Linked DNA regions of Mus musculus: all the other regions are linked to region 6. A link is a contact called in public HiChIP or PLAC-seq and promoter capture Hi-C data. All regions are on one chromosome and are shown on one strand. Each heading gives the region's core, a stretch centred on a gene start, on an enhancer-like site or on the middle of the called end of the contact. The rest is flanking DNA. Distances are from core to core; before and after follow the strand shown. Region 1 has its middle 340 kb from the start of Gm41313. Region 2 has its middle 380 kb from the start of Abra. Region 3 has its middle 290 kb from the start of Gm41313. Region 4 has its middle 310 kb from the start of Abra. Region 5 has its middle 360 kb from the start of Gm41313. Region 6 holds the start of Angpt1 (angiopoietin 1).

Region 1 (2,996 bases), core at 242-2,741, 350 kb after region 6:
TTACAACAGACCAATTTTATAATCACAGAATGGTCAGATTCTGCAGAAACTTCATTTCTCTTCTAGGTAATAAAAGTAAGCTCACAGGTTGGTAGTGGTGTGCAGGACAATGTAATGCAAAGGAGAGATGATCGGGGGAAATAATATAATCCTCAAAACTGTCCATGCTAAGAAATTTGTGGGAAGGAGAGAAATTGAATTTTGAGGGAAATAGGTATCTTCTGCTATCATTTCTGGGGGAAGAGATGAGAACATTCCAGAAAGGTAGAGAAGAACTAGATCTGTTCCACATTAAAGGAGGCCTCTCCCAGCATGCCTCTGAGTCATCCGCTGGCATTGATGATCCTGGTGACCAGGCATCACTTAGGTGATCAGGTACAGAGACTTCAAATGTACCTTTGGAGAAGCACCTCAAGTTCTTTAAAAGAAACTATGACTTAAGCTGAACTTTTCATATGAATTGTGCAAAACAGCTTCACACCAAAGTTATGAACCAGGCTGGATTTTAACGTAACTGTATGCATGTAGGGTCTCTACATGGCAGAAGCCAGTGTTGTGTTCATTTACTAGTGAGGGAGCTCAGATATATCCACACAGATAAAGACAAACCCAAAATCCTGTCATCTGCAGACTTCAGTTATGAAGGCAAGATGACCAAAAGAACTAGCTGCAGGAGCTTTGCTGTTCTAGAGTCTAGTCAAAACAGACACAATGGCACCTGGGGAAGATGACCCTTGTCATTCGCATGGTTGTGTGTTCATTTAGCCATGTGCTCAAACACTCAAGACACTAACCTAAGGGACAGAAAGAGTGGCAAGGGATTGTGTGAGAATGACTAAATATATCATCTCAAGAAACATGGAAGAGTTAAAGTGAAGATTTGAGTCAGATACATATATCAAAAGTTTACTCTGTCCTTCGATAATGCTGAGTTTCACGAGCTACTTAAGGTGAATGATCGTTTGTTTTATTTTCATTTTACACCTTTCTGCCTCAAAAGCACACTGTTTGGTCAATAAACAAATATTGTTACTTTAAACTTCAGTGGCTCACAAAATCCTAGAGAGCACAGCATCTTTAAAGTCTTTTCTTATTCTCACACCTCCTTAAGCTCACTACCCTGGAACTATAAATTACCTTTAGCCAGAGAAAACAAGTCTGTATGGTTGGATTTCAAAACAACATGATTCGTTTTCTATTTTTCTGTAAGTGTGAGTGTGTATGTGTGTGTGTGTTTGTGTGTGTGTGTGTAGTGTGTGTGTGTGTGTGTGTGTGTGTGTGGTGTGTGTGTGTGTGTGTGTGTGTGTGAGTTGGGTGGAGGCAATCACATCGAGTGTGCTAAATTCTAGCTGTAAGACATTGTTCAATCAGCATACAAAGGTTCACAGAAGTTGTGCCTTCCAAGAATAATCTCCCAGGGCCCCATTCAACAATAAATATTTCCCAACTCCCTGTGCAGAAGTCAGAGGAAGGCTGCAAACGCTAAAGAAATTGCCTCTGCATCCAGTCAGTTTGGCAGGCTGAGAGCCCTTACACAAAGAAAGCCTGTCTGTTGGTTTTCCTCCTTTCTGAGCAATAAGCCATAGAAAGTTCCAGAAAGGCCTGGGAAAAGCATGTTAGAGACTCCCTTTCCCTGTAAAGCATGAGTCATGAAAACACAAAGGTTTGCTTCTGCTGGTTGGACGGACCGTCTTGACTGATCATTGGACAGGGTGAAAACAGGAGCTTCTGTAAGCTTACTCTAAAGAGTCTGTGAGAAAAGGCACAGCGCCCACTGCCAGAGTTCTTACAGCTTTGGTTTGCAGCAATGCTAGCAATACAGGCAACTACCATTTACAGCCAACGGTCTTGTTACCCAGTAAAATCCCAAGAGACCTTTGGCTTCTAGAGTTATAGAGCAAACACCAGGAGCAAATAGTTTGGTATCTTTAAAATAGACACAGAAACAAATGAGCAAACAGGATTGAATACACTTGTGTCTGTAGTATGAGAAAATTCACTCATTCCCCACCCAACATTGTCTGTGTCTTCTTAATTCTCTTGTTCTATGCCTAGTGGAGAAAGGTGCTTGAGAGTCCACTATGCTGAACTTCTTGTGTCTTGTTAAACCAAAGCTCTGGTTTAACACTGCAGGTCTCGATTCTGAAGGATTGGGGGTAAAAGTTGTTGAGGATAAGACTATGCTGAGAGATATCAAGGGAAACTTAGGAGAGAATAAGGGAGTAAAACTGACTGCTATGCCCATTTATAATTGGTGATTTGGGATGAAAATAAGAATATACTCAAATACAGGATCATAGTCCACTGAAATAGCAGGGGTACCGTCTGTAAAGTATCTTAGGTCAGTATAAAAGGGAATAAGATAGTCTGTGAAGCATATATTCATGAACTACTGAAATATACTTTGAACATTGACCTGTCAAATTATACTGTAGCATATTTACTGGCCTGCTGCTGACCCCCAGACTTCTCAATAAGTTTGGTATAGACAAGATCTGTGAAAGCCAAATGGAGGTGGCTGCAGCTGAATACAATATGCAAAGCACTAATGATTTGTCCAGTGCCTCCTTTTCTATTTGGATTCAGGTATTTCCCAAACTACAACCGGCAATAACATTTGAACTGTGGATGGAGGATTGTCTATTGCTCACAGAACAATAATTTTGAAGCAAGAAGTTCAGCGCAAAAATACAACTGAAGCGTGTCATAGGCCACAATACAAGTGATAGATATGAAGATATTTATAAGGAGCAGTTGTCTCTTCCCACAGTGAACGGCAGAACCCGAGGCACAGAGATGTGAGAGAATCTCCAGCTGCTGCTGGAAAGAATCCGGTTTACAGAGAGAGGTCCAAAGGAGAACTTACGGGAAGAGGTGGAGCAGTACCAAAATGTCACTTGCTCAGAAAAGAAATCAGGTCACTGATTTCAAAAGAAGCCAAGCTTCTGTGGAGCCCATGAGCAGACTGCTGAGAGCAAAAGACAGATTTTATTAAC
Region 2 (3,031 bases), core at 499-2,998, 420 kb after region 6:
ATATACGTAGAAAAACCAAGAAAGTACCAAGAAAAAAAATTCCACTCATGGTAATTGATTACCATATTCATTTTAAATATGTATATGTTAGGAGGAAATGTTCAGAAGAGCATTGTATTCATGTTGACTTCAAGCTGGTGGTTATAGACAGTTGTGGGAAAAGCTCAGAACGAGATTCAGTGTCCAGATTCTGTTTCCTATTCTGTCTGGTAGATTCATGATGCGCGTGTCCTGAGTCATACACCCAAATGTGTTATGTCCACTTTCTATGTGTAATCAATCTTTTCTGTATTGAAGTGCCTGTATAGTGTGCTTTGTTAATGTTTAGAAGGGCTGAATCTGCCACATTCTCCTTCTAGGGAGGAGAGACTGAAGCATAGAAGCTGGGGGTGACCTGGAGCTGTGAGTTACAGCAGCAGAGGCACTAGTAGAGCGTCTGGGAATTTCTAAAGGGTATTGGTTCGGAGACAGGGGATCTAATCACTGGACATTCAGTATAAACAAGAGGATAAATGTGAACAGAACAAATCTGATAAAGCGGAATTCCCAAGCAGCCCTGAACACAGGGCAAACTAGTGTTGCTTGAACTGGAAGAAAAGGGTCTCGGGATGCTTAGGTTCCTGCACTATTCCTGGAAGTGTGCAGCAGCTGGGGATTATTATTTATTTCTGCTCTGAAAGACACAACAGGCTCTAGTGACCTACAGAAAAAATGTATAAATGTCCTTAAAACAAAACAAATTTTCTCATATTGAATGTTAACTCTCTGAAGCTTTGTGAAACTTTGGATCTTTTATCGTTTAGAAGTAAACTCCACCAGGATCTCTGCATCTGAAAAAAACAACGTGTAAGTTTAAGCTGGTGAAGATTCCACTGCAATGCTGACGTTCTTTACAGAGTTAAAATTAGCAATGAGTATAGTCCGAAATCATCAACACATTCTCCAAGAAGCTAACCCTCTTCCAGGAAGACGCTTAACCTCAGGGCAGTAAAGGCTTTCTGTTTATTCTACAATGGCTATAAAATGGCACTGATGCTTCCTGCTGTCCTTAAGAGATGCTAGAAAATGATTGCTCAGATACTTAAAAAGAACTAGATGGTTCTAGGGAATGAAGGACAAGTAGGTTATTGTTATACTTGCTCTTTTTTTCCCTAACGAACTCTAAATTTTTTGATTGGTATCTTTCCAAAAATTATAATTGAGGAAAAAAAAATATGTGTTGTCTCCCAGAGGGCAGCTGAACTTTGTTCAGAATGCTTAAGAAAACATCCGGTGGGATGTTTGCTGATGGAGCTCTGTCAACTCATCTTTAAATTTCTCTCCTAGAAGAGTACAACAGCTACTGAGTCCAAATGCCAGGAATATTTTTGTATCACTGAGATCTCCTCTCCTAGCCACAAAGCAGTTCTAACCAGCTACTGCTGGAGGCCTAGATGTGTTGTTTATTCAAGTGCAAGCTGAAGGATAAAGGATAACACAAAATTGTGAGTGTCAGGGTTAGAGCCAGGAACTCATCAGAGTTTCACAAATGAGAAGTGTGTGTGTGTGTGTGTGTGTGTGTGTGTGTGTGTGTGTGTGTGTGTGTGTGTGTATGCACGTGTGTTTAATATTCCCCCATTTAACAGCACTTAAACACCATACCAAATGGCCAACAAAAGGAAAATGCATAACATTTTTGCAATTAAGAGCTGAAGCAGAGAACATTTGGTCCTGACCAGATGAGATGAGGTTACTTTTGGCCCAGAGACTCCTTCTCTCATTTCCTCCTGTCTTGTCCCCCTCCAGGGTTGCAACAGCAGGCATCTTTTGGATGGAGAGATTCTGATGAAAGGGCAAAGGTCATGAATGCATTTGTCTACAAAGAGAGGAATTTAAAAGGAGATGACTCAAATAGTTTTTCTGTTCCTTTGATGTCTTAATCAAATTATATATAAAAGTTACATGGTTTCAGGCATTCTAAAAACAGGCTTGATTTATTTGTCTTAATTTAATTCATTTCTGCAAATACTATTGCATACTAATCAAGAACAACTAGTCAAGGGTAGACTAACCCTTGAAACTTAGACTAGCATCACATTTAAATAGCATGAAAAACAAAAACCAAATCAGAAAGTGAGATTACTTATTTATTTTTAGTTATTCTTTAGCATTAGGCAACATTTTGGGGGTTACCTTCATCACTTCATTGGGATTATAATTCAAAGAGATTAGTTATGAATATGCATCATCACACAAATGCATGGCTAGTAATTACATGAGAGTCAGTGAGAGAAGCATAGTAAGAAATTGTGCTGTTTTAAGAACCAGAGGTTTCCAAAGCTGGTGTTGCTCAATTTCTGACCCAAGGATGGATAAGAAGGATGCATGAAAGGATCCTTCGTGGCAAAGAAGGATATATGAAAGTGGTTATGTTTTTCAAGATTTAAAAGTAGGTTGTAGAGTATAGAATGACTGCCTCATAACTCAACCGCATAACACATAGCACTGATGGGAAAAACTGAAGGCAGAATCCCTAAATACTCTGACTCTGGAGCAATCACACCCCTAGACAAGTTCCAACACCACTGACATGGAAGGATGGAGGAGCATTTTTAAAGGTCCAAATGTCTTCAAATGTTGTGACACCTTCATATCTTCTTGTCCCATCTTCACAGTGGCACAAAATTCCTATCATCAATTTCATTCCTTTGGGTTACACAACCCGAAAAGTCATGCATCGTGATTGTAATTGTTCAAGACCTGACATGGTCTGGTTCTTATCTCTCCCCTTCCCCAAAGCTCTGTCTCTTGTTTTCTCCCACCCACTGTACAGCCCGAGCATTCTATCAAATCTCCTTGTTCCCCTCCTGCTCCAAGGGCCTCCCTCCGAAAAGTCTCACAGCTCCTCACATCTCTTCCTCTTGGGTTTTCCCACATTATCTTATTTTCTAAATAGTTAATATTTTAAATAAAGAACCCATTGAATTTCTTAATAATATTATCTAAAGCCCTGCCTGTCCTGATCTGCAGGCCTGACTATATGCATTCTAAA
Region 3 (3,057 bases), core at 412-2,911, 300 kb after region 6:
GTGATACCTCATCCCAGATGTACAGTCATTATTATAAAATATCCTTCTTCTAAGTATTATATAATTACCAAGTGTTTTCCCTAAATAGGAAACCTGGCTGTCTACGTGAGTGCTTTCATCCTAAAGTTTCAGTGTTAAACTAACACATTCTCTCTGTCAGTGTCTTCATTTGCAAAATGAAAATTAAAAACATTTACTTCCTGAGGACTTTTGAAAAATCAAAGTGAAATGATGTAGGTAGAAATCTGCAAGATGAAAGCACATCACATTGGATAAATCCCCTATAATTCCATGACTTCTCTCATAAATGCACGATTTTCGCCGTATCTGTCATCACCCAAGAGCTCCCCATCATCGCAAAATGGTCAGACGAAAGTGAATAATGGGAAATCCTACCCTCTTGATGTATTTCATCATATCAAACTCTCAACACTCTTTTGCAGGAGGTTGTATATAATTTAATGAAAACTACCAAGGGGACTGTATACCACATGTAGTTCAGGGAAAGAGGTATGAAAATAGAACATACAGAATGTTAATCATTTTGTTAGAAATTTTCAGTTTTTAAAGTATTCAGTATAATACGTACTTTGTTTCATAATTGGCAAAATAAGGTCCAAGATTTCACTATAAAATATTTTATGCACACATTGTGTATAGAGTCCAACACAGTATAATTTGTTTTGTTCTCTCTATACCCTTGATAGGAGTTTTTTTAAATCTCCATCTTAACCAGCACCCACAAGTTACCTTTTGTTAACTCTAACAATATGGAGAACTCAGGTACAAGATAAAGAAGACTGTGAAACAAATCTACTGAGAATCAAATAGGACTGGGGTTGGGGTGGGGTGGTAAAGGAGGACTTGGTGAATGACTAACATAGGTGACTAATGACCAAAAGAAACGAACTCAATAGCACTCCTAAAATTACACCCACAGGTTAATTCCTTTCTAAATCTTTTTTTTTTTCTTTTTACTAACCACTCAACCAAATTTAGGCTTGCTTCCACATACAACAAAAGCTTCCCTCTTTGCTCCACACGCAGTCAGTTGGTTATCTTTCATCTTCAGCAGAATGAGTTATTTGTCAAAACAACATAGTTACTGTAGTGAGATGGCCATAGGGTTAGGCTAGCACAGAGAGCGTTTGTGACGAATAGACTTACTTTGTTCCTATCTATTGTATAACCAAAATTCATGACCAAGGCCTCAAGTTTAAATTTCGACATCTAAGCAAAAATTTCAGAGAGGGTTTTCTTTATCTATTTTATTCTGATTTTAATTGCTCTTGCTACATTTTAAGGGAAAGTATGCAGACCTTTAAGTAGTCAAAGGCTCCAGATTTTCAGTGCTCCTTTCAGTATAGGAAGCTTAGTTCTGAACTGAAAGTAGACCTTGAACTCACAAGATCTGAAACAGCAATTTCATATCTATATGATGGGGGGTTGGAATCTTAAAGCTAAAAGCCCCAACTTACCAATAGGAAAACAGTGACAATCTCGACTAACATTTTTACTAGGAAAAACATATGCCACACATATGTGATAAAGTTTCAACCAAATGACAAAGTTGTTACTTTTGGCACTCTCTCCCACAATGACTTATTCTCAGCCAGTTGTCATGGAAAAAGAAATATTTCTGGACTGCCTATTCTGCAGAGAAATTTTCTAACTATACAGAAGAGTTGAATCTATTAAATTTGCTTACACTTAAAATAAGAGAAAGTCATTGGCAGAGTTAAATCTTAGCACACATTGTAAGATGAAGACACTGGTGAACAGAGAATGAACACAGTGTCCAACAGAAGTCTTTGAAAGAAGCAGGTATGAGCTGCGAGGTTCCAGGTGATGAGCAGAAGTTTGAGAGAAGCAGCATGAAAATAGTGATGCTCTAGAAAGCCAATTGCACTAGGATCTGGAAATCATGCTGAGAGTAGCTTGTTTTAGACTATTAGAAAATAAAGTTGTCAAATAATTTGGGGTATACTAATGGCACAACACCAGAGAGGAAGACTGAGCTCAGAGGAGTCACTCACTAGCCAGATGGTGGAAATGACAATTGCATATAGCCGAAAGCTCTTAAAGTCTCTAAAAGTGTGGAAAAGTATTATACTTGTTGAAGACAATGAGTATGAAATCTCAACATGAAAAGAGAAAGCCTATGATATCTCTCTTACAGTCTTCTCTCTACTCTTCTTTCTCAGCATAAGAGACTCTACTTCAGGAGGCAGGGGCATTGTTGAACTTTTAGGCCCATAGATGGAAGCTGATTGGTGAATTCCAGAGTACCAGGAGCTCTGGAGATACCATTCCACAATTCTCTAAGATGACTCAAAAGACACAATGTAGACTCTGACTTAGACTTTGTTATGGAAAAGGGATATAAAACAAACCCACAAAAAGCAAAAGCAAAGGATGAGGTCCAGAGAAAGCTGTGGGTAAGCGTCTGAGCTTTCTTCTCCAGCAGAGTCATTGGGAAGCACTAAAGGGCTGTGCCTCCTCTCTGGAAAAGTCCACCTGGAACTTTCAGGAGAGGCTGCATTCGATAACCACAGAGTAATTGCTTCCTCTAAGATTGGGAATTAAAATAAGTATTCCATTGTTGTCATTTTATTAAAAATTCTACTCAGGTTTCTAGATCAGGCAACTGGATAAGAACAGCAAATAAAAATGCCCAAATCAAAAGGGAAAAATGTATCCTTATCTTCACAAAGAACATGATAAAGTTAGAAAGATCCACTGTAACTATTTTATATTAACAGTTTTCTGCTACTGTAACAAAATACCCAAGCCTGAGAAATCACCAGGCAAAGAAGTTCATTTTGCTAGTAGTTTTAGAGGCTGAAATTCTATTGATTTGTTCACTTGGAGAAGATCCACAGTGGATGGCCTCAAAATGGTGAGAGAATGTGAGGGAGGAAGAGACATGGTTTCTTGTCACATGACACAACATGAAGTATGTGTGTGTGTCTGTGTGTTTGTGAGGGAAGGAGACAGGTGTAACAGCGTGCTACAGGTTACTCTCATGATGCTAATGATAACTAATGAAGGATCCCA
Region 4 (2,861 bases), core at 39-2,538, 500 kb after region 6:
TGTCTCACTGTGTCATAAATAGCTGGTTGTTATTTACATGTCTACATGTACATATTCTATTCAATAATAGAAATAATCAACTCCTAATAGTTAGTATCATGGATAAGCATCCTTTGAATACTGAAGCCCTTAATTATTAATGATACCAATGATTTATTTATATCACAACTTGATGTATTCTTACATAAACCATATCAAAATTCTTAGAGTCTTAGTGTGTAGGTGTTTCAGTGAGACTATGGAGACTATGTTCATCATGGTCAGATAACCCATGAAAAAAATAAAAACTTATTAAAGCTTGTATAAATAAAAGAGAAGCTTAAATATGAAAGGTTCCCAATACAATATAAATGAAGGCATAAAAACATAGAAATGTAACACATTTATTTCATGCAATATTTCTTTAAATAATCTCAAAATTAAATAAATGTCAAAATCATACAGAAAACTTACTTTCATATTTGTAAAATTTTATAATCTTGTGATTTAATTTCTTCACTGTAACTATCTACATACACCAATGCGGATATCTACAATATATTTTTTAAGTTATTTCTGAATAAGTTATATATGTTATGACTTTAAGCTGGCAGATTTTCTCAGAACATGGATACTATCTTATATAACAATAATAGCCTTAGAGAGTTTAATTCTGGTTTAGTAGAATTATCTAATATGCTGCTTGCATTCCAATCTTAGGAAGGGTCTTACTCTTTCAGGTCTTTTGCTTCCTGTAGTAGGTTCCAAAGTATAGACACACACTGACTGCTCTGTTAGTATCTTATGTTTCCTTCCAGCTGAAAAGCTCATGTGTTATCATTCACTACATACCTCAGTTTTTGCAGTAGCTGAAATTGTAGTACTTAGTAAATCTTAGGTAGAAAGGTAGAAAAGTGATGCCAAACACTCACCCTAGACTTTTCATTTTTGGTGAAAAAAAAAATCTACCCATCGTTCTTTATATTTCAGTTGTTTTTCATAATTATTTTGATTTTTTTACCAAGATACAAATACTTCTGTATATATATTAATTTGTGTGAGCGTGGTATGTATATGTATTTGTGTGGGTGTACACATGTGCATGTGGATGCATTTGAATGTGTGCATGTGACAGAGATGAATGTCAGGTGTCTCTCACATATTCCACTATAGTTTTGGAAGCAGAGTCTCTCAATAAACCTGGAGCTCAAAGATTGTTGAAGATGTTTGGTCCATGAGCTTCAGAGAGCTGTCTGTGTGCACTGTCTGCAGTTTGTTGCAAATGTGTGCCAGTGGAGCCTGCTTTTATGTGGTTTCTGAGTAAATAACCACTCTGTGGGCTTACAAGACAGGTGCTCTACTTCTTTGGTTGTCTCTCCTGTCATGGTACAAGTATTTTCAATGCCTTAAAATAACTTCATAAGATTAGCCATTGGAAACTAATACAAACAGGCTCTTCTATTCTTTTACATTTGTTAAGTTTCAGAAATTCAATAGGTACTACCAAAAAAATCACACAGTCCTGCTTTATAAAATTCTTTGTTTAATTTTAAGATATTAAGGAATAGTTTTGGTCTGATAGGAGTTTAAGGTAACTTCACCATCTCAGAAAACTGTTAACCAGTAAATATTGACTATGCATGTGGAGGCTAGTACTTGTAAGAAATTATGCTACTATATTTTAAATATTACAAGCAAAATATTTCCTTATATTGCCATTGATAACACTTTTATGAATCTCTTAGGGTTACTGTTGTCTATGTGTCTTATATTGTGACATGTAAGTAGCCACTGTCAGTGTGGGCTGCTATCTGGAAATTCTTCTGCTGTTACAACTGAGCTCCCATGATTATATATTCTTGCCTATTTTACCTCCATTGTAATTGATTTATTTTTTCATCATTTGAGATCCCCTGTCTCTAGGAGACTTCAGTATATTCCTATACGCTGAGATGCTAACATCTACAATACATTGTCTATGTGCAGTGTCTTCTCACAAAACCTCCCCTGTCTCGTGGCTTAAATATCACTGACACACCAATATTCCTTAAGTTGCATATCCCAATAGAAATATAAACGTGTGATATGTAAGCTTAGACATAAAACTGCCATCTCTTCTTGAATGTCTACTAATGGCCATTGATTTTATGTGTACTGTGTATTGCATATCGCTAAGGGTACAGAACTACAATAGAACATGATGTGAATGTCCTCTTATATAGAAATCATTTACATTGTCTCATGCATATAAACATCCAGAAAAAGACATCTGATTAAAAATGTTCTAAGGTTTCTCCTTACACTAAAAATCTGTGGTTCTAAAAGAACCTCTGGTGGAATCACCATGCCTGACCTAAAGCTGTACTACAGAGCAATTGTGCTAAAACCGGCATGGTACTGGTATAGTGACAGACAAGTAGACCAATGGAATAGAATTGAAGACCCAGAAATGAACCCACACACCTATGGTCAACTGATCATTGACAAGGGAGCAAAACCCATCCAGTGGAAAAAAAGACAGCATTTTCAACAAATGGTGCTGGCACAACTGGTTGTTATCATGTAGAAGAATTTGAATTGATCCATTCCTATCTCCTTGTACTAAGGTCAAATCTAAGTGGATCAAGGAACTTCACATAAAACCAGAGACACTGAAACTTTTAGAGGAGAAAGTAGGAAAAAGCCTCGAAGATATGGGCACCGGGGAAAAATTCCTGAATAGAACAACAACGGCTTGTGCTGTAAGATCAAGAATCAACAAATGGGACCTCATAAAATTGCGAAGCTTCTTCAAGGCAAAAGACACTGTCAATAAGACAAAAAGGCCACCAACAGATTAAAAAAGGATCTTTACCTATCCTAAATCAGATAGGGGACTAATA
Region 5 (2,700 bases), core at 173-2,672, 370 kb after region 6:
CAGAAACCCACACTTTCTGAACAAACTGCATCAAGAATCACCAGATTGGAGGGCAGACTGAAGCTTATTGAAGGTGAGTGAGAAAGAAAGAAAGGAAAACCATGCCCTGGGGAATTCGTTTTATGGAACGATCAATGAATTCTAATTTTTAGGTCATGAGAAATGCTAAGTATTGAGAAAGGAATGCTTTGCTTTCTGGGGTCAGACTGAAGACACAGAAGTGTCTGCAAAAATGATCATGGGAAGGCAACAGTGCACAGTGGAGCAACAAGAATCAAGAGTATTAGACTCAGAAATAGATATCTGGGTTCCAACACCAGTTTTGCTGCTTGCAAAAAGCCTGGGTTTCAGTAAGTTGCTGGTCTGATTTACAGTTCCTTAGCCATCTGAGGCAGAAATAGCAAAGGCTATCTTCAAAGCTAATTGCAGGGGCTGGGTGAGATCACCCACATGGCTAAATTGTTACTGCTGACATCTCATCAATGACACTAATGCACATAGCAGAACTTCTGACAGCTTAACTGGGTTTTACCCAGGTACTTTTTGACAGCCACGAAGAATATTCTGGTGATATTAACACTCAAAATCTGCCTCAGCAATGTGTCCTAAGCACAAAACATTCTCTGTGCCCACACAGCCAGTGTACATCCTGAGAAGATGGGGAAATGTGGCGGGAATATGGGATCCCATTGCTGCCAAGAACACCCTTAAGGTGATTGGGACACTGTCTTCCTACGAACCCTTCCTGCATTGAAGCCAGAATAAGACCTCTCAGAAGTAAGAAAATAGCCTCTTTGTCTCAGACTCTGTCCCACTACGTCCCCTGAGCTCTAAACCTGTTAGTGCTACCCTGGTTTGTGCTGTCATTTACGAATGATACCACATTCTTCTTCTTTTATCTGTAGCTTTCTGTTCATGTGACTGAAAATAAGATATTTAAGTCAAAAAGAACAGTTGGATGATCTTAAACAAGTGTTTTAATCTCTGACTAACAAAATGTCCTGGTATACATTATACATGCTATAATAATATATAAGGGATAGAATTACAGCAATGATGACATATATGTAAAAAGCATATTTTAAGTGCTATGTAAGTGTTAATGGTTATTGCACTTATGTCCTTCTCAAATTTTTTTTCTAGAATGTGAGCCCTAGGTGTGAGAGAACATAGTTTGAAAAGTTATTGGATGACTCAAACTATTTAATTAAAATATTAAAAGGATATGTGATTAACACTGTATCCCCAACTAATATAGTGAATCCCCAACTGGAATATTGAATTTCAAAGGAAAAATAAGCTACTCAGGGAACATACAGGAAAAAAAATATTGCTTCTTGGACATGTTGAAGTAGATCGGGGAAAGATTCTTGTTGTGGGCATATTTTCAAAACCCTGGAACACTGGAGTGATTTCGAAATCAGGGACGGTGATGCTGTAAGAACAGATGGCTCAGCAGTCAGGGCTGTGGGGAGAAGCCTAAAACCAGGCACATTGAAAACATGGAAGTTAGCCAGCAGAGCAGAAGTAGAAGAATAATGTGTGCTGGCTTAGAAAGATAAGCGGGCATTGTTGACATCTCCCAGGGGTGATGCTGTGACCAATTTCCCACGTTAGTGAATCTCTTCCTGCCATTTATGAACCAAACTCACATGTCCATCTGATAAACTATCATTTAATGGCAAAGCTTGCTGGGATATTTGAAGATAAGTTATCATCTTTGTTCAGAAAAGATATCTTTTGTTTGTTAAAAAGAAATCATTGCATTTTGCCTTGTTCACAACTAGGAAGCTTTAAAAAAGGTGTCGCTATTCATAATAAGCTCCCATGAACTAAGATAGCATGAGATGAAGATGCAAATCATTAGCTCAAACAGAAGTTATTAAGCCTCAAGTGGACACTTACTAAATCTAATCACATTGACTACATGATTGACTGGGAAGAAAATAAACAAAGTTAAAGAAATGGTAAACTACCTTTAGGAGGGGTTTAAAGGTTGAACTGAAAAGACTTTGGATTAACTTTAAGTCATGTGAGAATGAAATTTTCTGATGACACATAATCCATAGCTGGCTTATATTCCTGTTAGATATGTAAGCAGGTATTTTAAAGTATGACTTTAAAAATTTTGGATAGCTACATCAGGAAGAAAAAAATGCTTTTGTTACAGCTCAAAATAAGAATACTAAGTTTCTATGGCAGATGCAGACAGAAAACAAGAGGTTTCATTGGTGCTTCATGAGGAAGAGACGGAAGATCAGAAAGGGAAAAAATAGGAGATTGTGATCTACTCAATGTGCTTCTTAAGGTTTTGGGCTTTTTTGTTTTGTTTTGTTTGTTTGTTTTTTCGAGACAGGGTTTCTCTGTATAGCCCTGGCTGTCCTGGAACTCACTCTATAGAACAGGCTGGCCTCGAACTCAGAATTCCGCCTGCCTCTGCCTCTCGGGTGCTGGGATTAAAGGCGTGTGCCACCATACCCAGGTGCTTCTCAAGGTTTATTGAGCTTAAAACCAACGTAAGTCAGGGACAAACAAAAGAGAAAATTGTGGCTCAGTCTGTTTGTACATAGACATAATGTCCTATTGGAAATGTAATTGAGGAAAATACGTAATAAAAAAAAAGGAAAAAAAAAGAAAAACAACAATAAACCAAAGACAATCACATATAAACACCAGGGGTACATTGAATTTGCTCCAGTA
Region 6 (2,768 bases), core at 68-2,567:
AGGAGTGCTTAAAGTGAGGTGATAAATAACAAACTCTCAAGTGGCATTATCGCTGCCTAAGAGCAACCTTTCCTATGACTCTTATATGTAATGTGGCAAGTCTCTTGCAGGGTCAGAGAACTTTGCTCCTATGTTTGGCATAATGTATCAATCTGCCCAGAAGCCTGTTATTTGGTGTGGAAAGGACCAACGAATCTCATCACTGTTTGTTTACTGTAAGCAAACCACCTCCTCTCTGGAGTCAGTTTTGACCTCTGCTTTCCTTCCTAAAGATGCATCTGTAGCCACCACTGCCCTTACCCACTGCTCTGCCCCCATTCCAGGACTCAAGAGTCATGCTGTGGCTTCTGTTTGTATACATGCCTGAGAGCAGAGGCTCTTTCACTTCCAAAGCCCACGAAGTTCCTAATGAAAATCCTGCATGTACACACATCCAGTATCCTGATTCCACCCTAAATTCTGTAATCATCTCCTGGTCTTTGCACTTGACTGTACCTTTATTCAAATATTTATATTCTGTACTTAGGAAAGCACCTTCGGATCATATGGCTTTCTTTCTTAATAAAAATCGCAGAGGTTTCGCTTGTGTAAGCCATTGGCACACCTGATACACGCTTGTTCTCAGATGGTTTGACTCTGTAGCCACAAAGGATGTGTGTGGAATTTCCATACCAGTGTTAAAGGCAGCCATAGCAATGCCAGAGGTTCTTGTGAAATATATGATTAGCATGTACCACAGGAATTAATAATTCTCAGGCCACTGTCTTAAACTGTAACCACATTGTTGTTGTAGGGAAGTTGCTCAATTTATACTCAGAGAATGTGAACAGCTGCGTTCTGACCAAGAAACCAGCGTCATTTAAAATCCATATCCCAAAAGGTGCTTTCAAAATACTACTTAGTATGCACATGATATGTTGCTTTGAGTGACAAATTATGGTAATTTCCTTGATAATTTGATCCTTTGATTCTTTTATTCTCCTTAAAGCCTATGTAAATACAAAGGGGAGAATGCCATTTCTAAAAATAGTTTTTAAATGTCTTTTCTGGAGTAATTTTTTAAATTTAATAATTTTATACAATTATAAAAAAATCCATTGGAGATTGTGCCAAATTAGGGTTCCTCAATTAAACAATAACTTTGAAAACATACTTCTAGCTTGCTTAGATGTTAGTAGGTCAGCAAGCACACCCGAACCTATTAAGGTGGACTGCTCTGTTTATTGATTTTCCGTGCATCTGCTAAGGACTCAAGGCAATTGTCTGCGGAAGGGGGCGGGAGGCCCATACATGATCGAGGTCATGCGCATCTAGCCAATTTGTAAGCCGATCCGCCGCCCAAAGCCATCAGCAATCCTTAGCATAGGGGCACACTCATGCATTCCTGTCAAGTCATCTTGTGAAGGCTGCCTGCTTCCAGCTTGGCTTGGATGTGCAACCTTAATAAAACTCACTGAGGTCTGGGAGAAAATAGCAGATCTGCTGCAGATAGGGTAGAGGAAAGGGGCTAGAATATGTACTCGCAGCTGACGCGGGCAGGCTCCACGCTGAACGGTTACACAGAGAGGAAACAATAAATCTAAGCTACTATTGCAATAAATATCTCAAGTTTTAACGAAGGAAACTATCATTACAGTTAAAATTTTTTAAAGTAACGCTTTTTTAGAACAAAGCTAACAAATGGCTAGTTTTCTGTGGATCTTCTTCAAACGCTTTCTTTAACGGGGAAAGAGTCAAACAAGCAGTTTTACCTGAAATAAAGAACTAGTTTAAAGGTCAGAAGAGAAGAGCAAGCTTTGCAGGAGGCACGGAAGGCAAGCGCTGGCAGTACAATGACAGTTTTCCTTTCCTTTGCATTCTTCGCTGCCATTCTGACTCACATAGGGTGCAGCAACCAGCGCCGAAATCCAGAAAACGGAGGGAGAAGATATAACCGGATTCAACATGGGCAATGTGCCTACACTTTCATTCTTCCAGAACACGACGGGAACTGCCGTGAGAGTGCGACAGAGCAGTACAACACCAACGCTCTGCAAAGGGATGCTCCACACGTGGAGCCGGATTTCTCTTCCCAGAAACTTCAGCATCTGGAGCATGTGATGGAAAATTATACTCAGTGGCTGCAAAAAGTAAGTGATCGCTTTCGGTTTCTAATTGCTCTGAGCTTTTCCCTTCCCTCTCTGCAGGGAGCTCAGAGTTCCGTAGGGGGCATTTGTGTTTACCTTTTGCTCCGGGGGGCAGTGTTTGCAAAAGAAAAAAGGCTCCCTCTCTGGACTCAACTTCCTGGGTAAGCCAAGGGTCCTGGGCTTGTGGGAACCTCTGATCCTGTAGCTTCCTAAATGTGCGTCTAACATTAGCAAATTTTATGCCAACCCTGTTGTTTTTTAAAGTTTATCTTAGGCATTTTGACTGTCAAAGCCCAACTTTGAAAAAGTAAGCGCGCACTTCTTGGACAAGGTGGTGTAAAAGGAAATCATAATGGTGATATTAACAGAGGTTCAAATGGAATGTACAGCAAGGAGTTTTGTGAGTTGCCATGGGAAATCTTCATAAAATGCTTACCCCCACCAACTTTTAATAAAAGTATGCAATGAGAATAAGTATAAAGTACCCATATTGTCTTCGTTTAGAAAGATTGTATTTGTAAGTTAAAGGAACTTAACTTCACAAGTGGTATATGAGGACTGACATCTGAAATGAAAAAAAAAAAATAGCTTCTGATGGGAAAATTGTAAGAAAGGGGTTTTGCTCACATTGAAGGTAGAAAC

What was found. Promoter capture Hi-C pulls out the DNA fragments that hold promoters and counts their contacts. HiChIP or PLAC-seq counts read pairs in DNA pulled down with a chosen protein or histone mark.
Region 1: a promoter capture Hi-C map of 3T3-L1-derived adipocytes shows a contact between it and region 6, with 6 times the contacts expected there. The contact joins the enhancer-like site here to the promoter of Angpt1 in region 6. A contact is called at or near these places in 14 of 39 promoter capture datasets (the 3T3-L1 cell line, 3T3-L1-derived adipocytes, the C10 cell line and 9 more), 1 of 15 datasets of contacts at CTCF or cohesin (pro-B cells), 8 of 484 Hi-C or Micro-C datasets (the C3H10T1/2 cell line, brown adipocytes, cerebellar granule neurons and 4 more), 10 of 115 datasets of contacts at active chromatin or transcription factors (the SCID.adh cell line, acute myeloid leukemia, astrocytes and 7 more) and 3 of 9 other capture datasets (adipose tissue, embryonic stem cells and liver).
Region 2: a promoter capture Hi-C map of the 3T3-L1 cell line shows a contact between it and region 6, with 6 times the contacts expected there. The contact joins the enhancer-like site here to the promoter of Angpt1 in region 6. A contact is called at or near these places in 12 of 39 promoter capture datasets (the 3T3-L1 cell line, 3T3-L1-derived adipocytes, the C10 cell line and 8 more), 1 of 15 datasets of contacts at CTCF or cohesin (the NIH/3T3 cell line), 7 of 115 datasets of contacts at active chromatin or transcription factors (the SCID.adh cell line, cardiomyocytes, embryonic stem cells and 4 more) and 1 of 9 other capture datasets (embryonic stem cells).
Region 3: a contact with region 6 is called in a promoter capture Hi-C map of the SN4741 cell line, with 2.8 times the contacts expected there. The contact joins the enhancer-like site here to the promoter of Angpt1 in region 6. A contact is called at or near these places in 13 of 39 promoter capture datasets (the 3T3-L1 cell line, the C10 cell line, the HPC-7 cell line and 8 more), 4 of 15 datasets of contacts at CTCF or cohesin (the NIH/3T3 cell line, large pre-B cells and pro-B cells), 11 of 484 Hi-C or Micro-C datasets (the 3T3-L1 cell line, 3T3-L1-derived adipocytes, the C2C12 cell line and 6 more), 6 of 115 datasets of contacts at active chromatin or transcription factors (the SCID.adh cell line, acute myeloid leukemia, fibro-adipogenic progenitors and 3 more) and 3 of 9 other capture datasets (adipose tissue, embryonic stem cells and liver).
Region 4: an H3K4me3 HiChIP or PLAC-seq map of the SCID.adh cell line shows a contact between it and region 6, with 12 read pairs. The contact joins the enhancer-like site here to the promoter of Angpt1 in region 6. A contact is called at or near these places in 10 of 39 promoter capture datasets (the C10 cell line, embryonic stem cells, epiblast stem cells and 6 more), 3 of 15 datasets of contacts at CTCF or cohesin (large pre-B cells, pro-B cells and stem cell-derived epiblast-like cells), 7 of 115 datasets of contacts at active chromatin or transcription factors (DN3 thymocytes, the SCID.adh cell line, astrocytes and 4 more) and 2 of 9 other capture datasets (liver and pancreatic islet).
Region 5: an H3K4me3 HiChIP or PLAC-seq map of the SCID.adh cell line shows a contact between it and region 6, with 14 read pairs. The contact joins the enhancer-like site here to the promoter of Angpt1 in region 6. A contact is called at or near these places in 13 of 39 promoter capture datasets (the 3T3-L1 cell line, the C10 cell line, the HPC-7 cell line and 6 more), 1 of 15 datasets of contacts at CTCF or cohesin (pro-B cells), 12 of 484 Hi-C or Micro-C datasets (the 3T3-L1 cell line, 3T3-L1-derived adipocytes, the G1E-ER4 cell line and 8 more), 8 of 115 datasets of contacts at active chromatin or transcription factors (the SCID.adh cell line, bone marrow-derived macrophages, cardiomyocytes and 4 more) and 4 of 9 other capture datasets (adipose tissue, embryonic stem cells, liver and 1 more).

What each region holds. Positions count from the first base shown.
Region 1 is chr15:42,328,581-42,331,576 of GRCm38.p6, reverse strand. It overlaps the pseudogene Gm18092. Among named protein-coding and RNA genes, the nearest start is that of Gm41313, 340 kb to the left of the region's middle. Within about 2 kb of position 1,491, at least 35 of the 459 cell types and tissues checked have an H3K27ac peak or open chromatin away from gene starts, as enhancers often do. A contact at or near this core is called in 3T3-L1-derived adipocytes, the C3H10T1/2 cell line, adipose tissue and 4 more, where this site is marked.
Region 2 is chr15:42,251,273-42,254,303 of GRCm38.p6, reverse strand. No RefSeq gene overlaps it. Among named protein-coding and RNA genes, the nearest start is that of Abra, 380 kb to the right of the region's middle. Within about 2 kb of position 1,748, at least 8 of the 459 cell types and tissues checked have an H3K27ac peak or open chromatin away from gene starts, as enhancers often do.
Region 3 is chr15:42,374,960-42,378,016 of GRCm38.p6, reverse strand. No RefSeq gene overlaps it. Among named protein-coding and RNA genes, the nearest start is that of Gm41313, 290 kb to the left of the region's middle. Within about 2 kb of position 1,661, at least 8 of the 459 cell types and tissues checked have an H3K27ac peak or open chromatin away from gene starts, as enhancers often do. A contact at or near this core is called in the C2C12 cell line and the SN4741 cell line, where this site is marked.
Region 4 is chr15:42,174,743-42,177,603 of GRCm38.p6, reverse strand. No RefSeq gene overlaps it. Among named protein-coding and RNA genes, the nearest start is that of Abra, 310 kb to the right of the region's middle. Within about 2 kb of position 1,288, at least 8 of the 459 cell types and tissues checked have an H3K27ac peak or open chromatin away from gene starts, as enhancers often do. A contact at or near this core is called in the SCID.adh cell line, where this site is marked.
Region 5 is chr15:42,308,618-42,311,317 of GRCm38.p6, reverse strand. No RefSeq gene overlaps it. Among named protein-coding and RNA genes, the nearest start is that of Gm41313, 360 kb to the left of the region's middle. Within about 2 kb of position 1,422, at least 22 of the 459 cell types and tissues checked have an H3K27ac peak or open chromatin away from gene starts, as enhancers often do. A contact at or near this core is called in the SCID.adh cell line, cerebellar granule neurons, cerebellum and 1 more, where this site is marked.
Region 6 is chr15:42,675,526-42,678,293 of GRCm38.p6, reverse strand. It overlaps Angpt1 (angiopoietin 1), which reads left to right and starts at 1,317. Exons shown (of 9, transcript NM_009640.4): 1 at 1,317-2,129. The coding sequence starts at 1,833.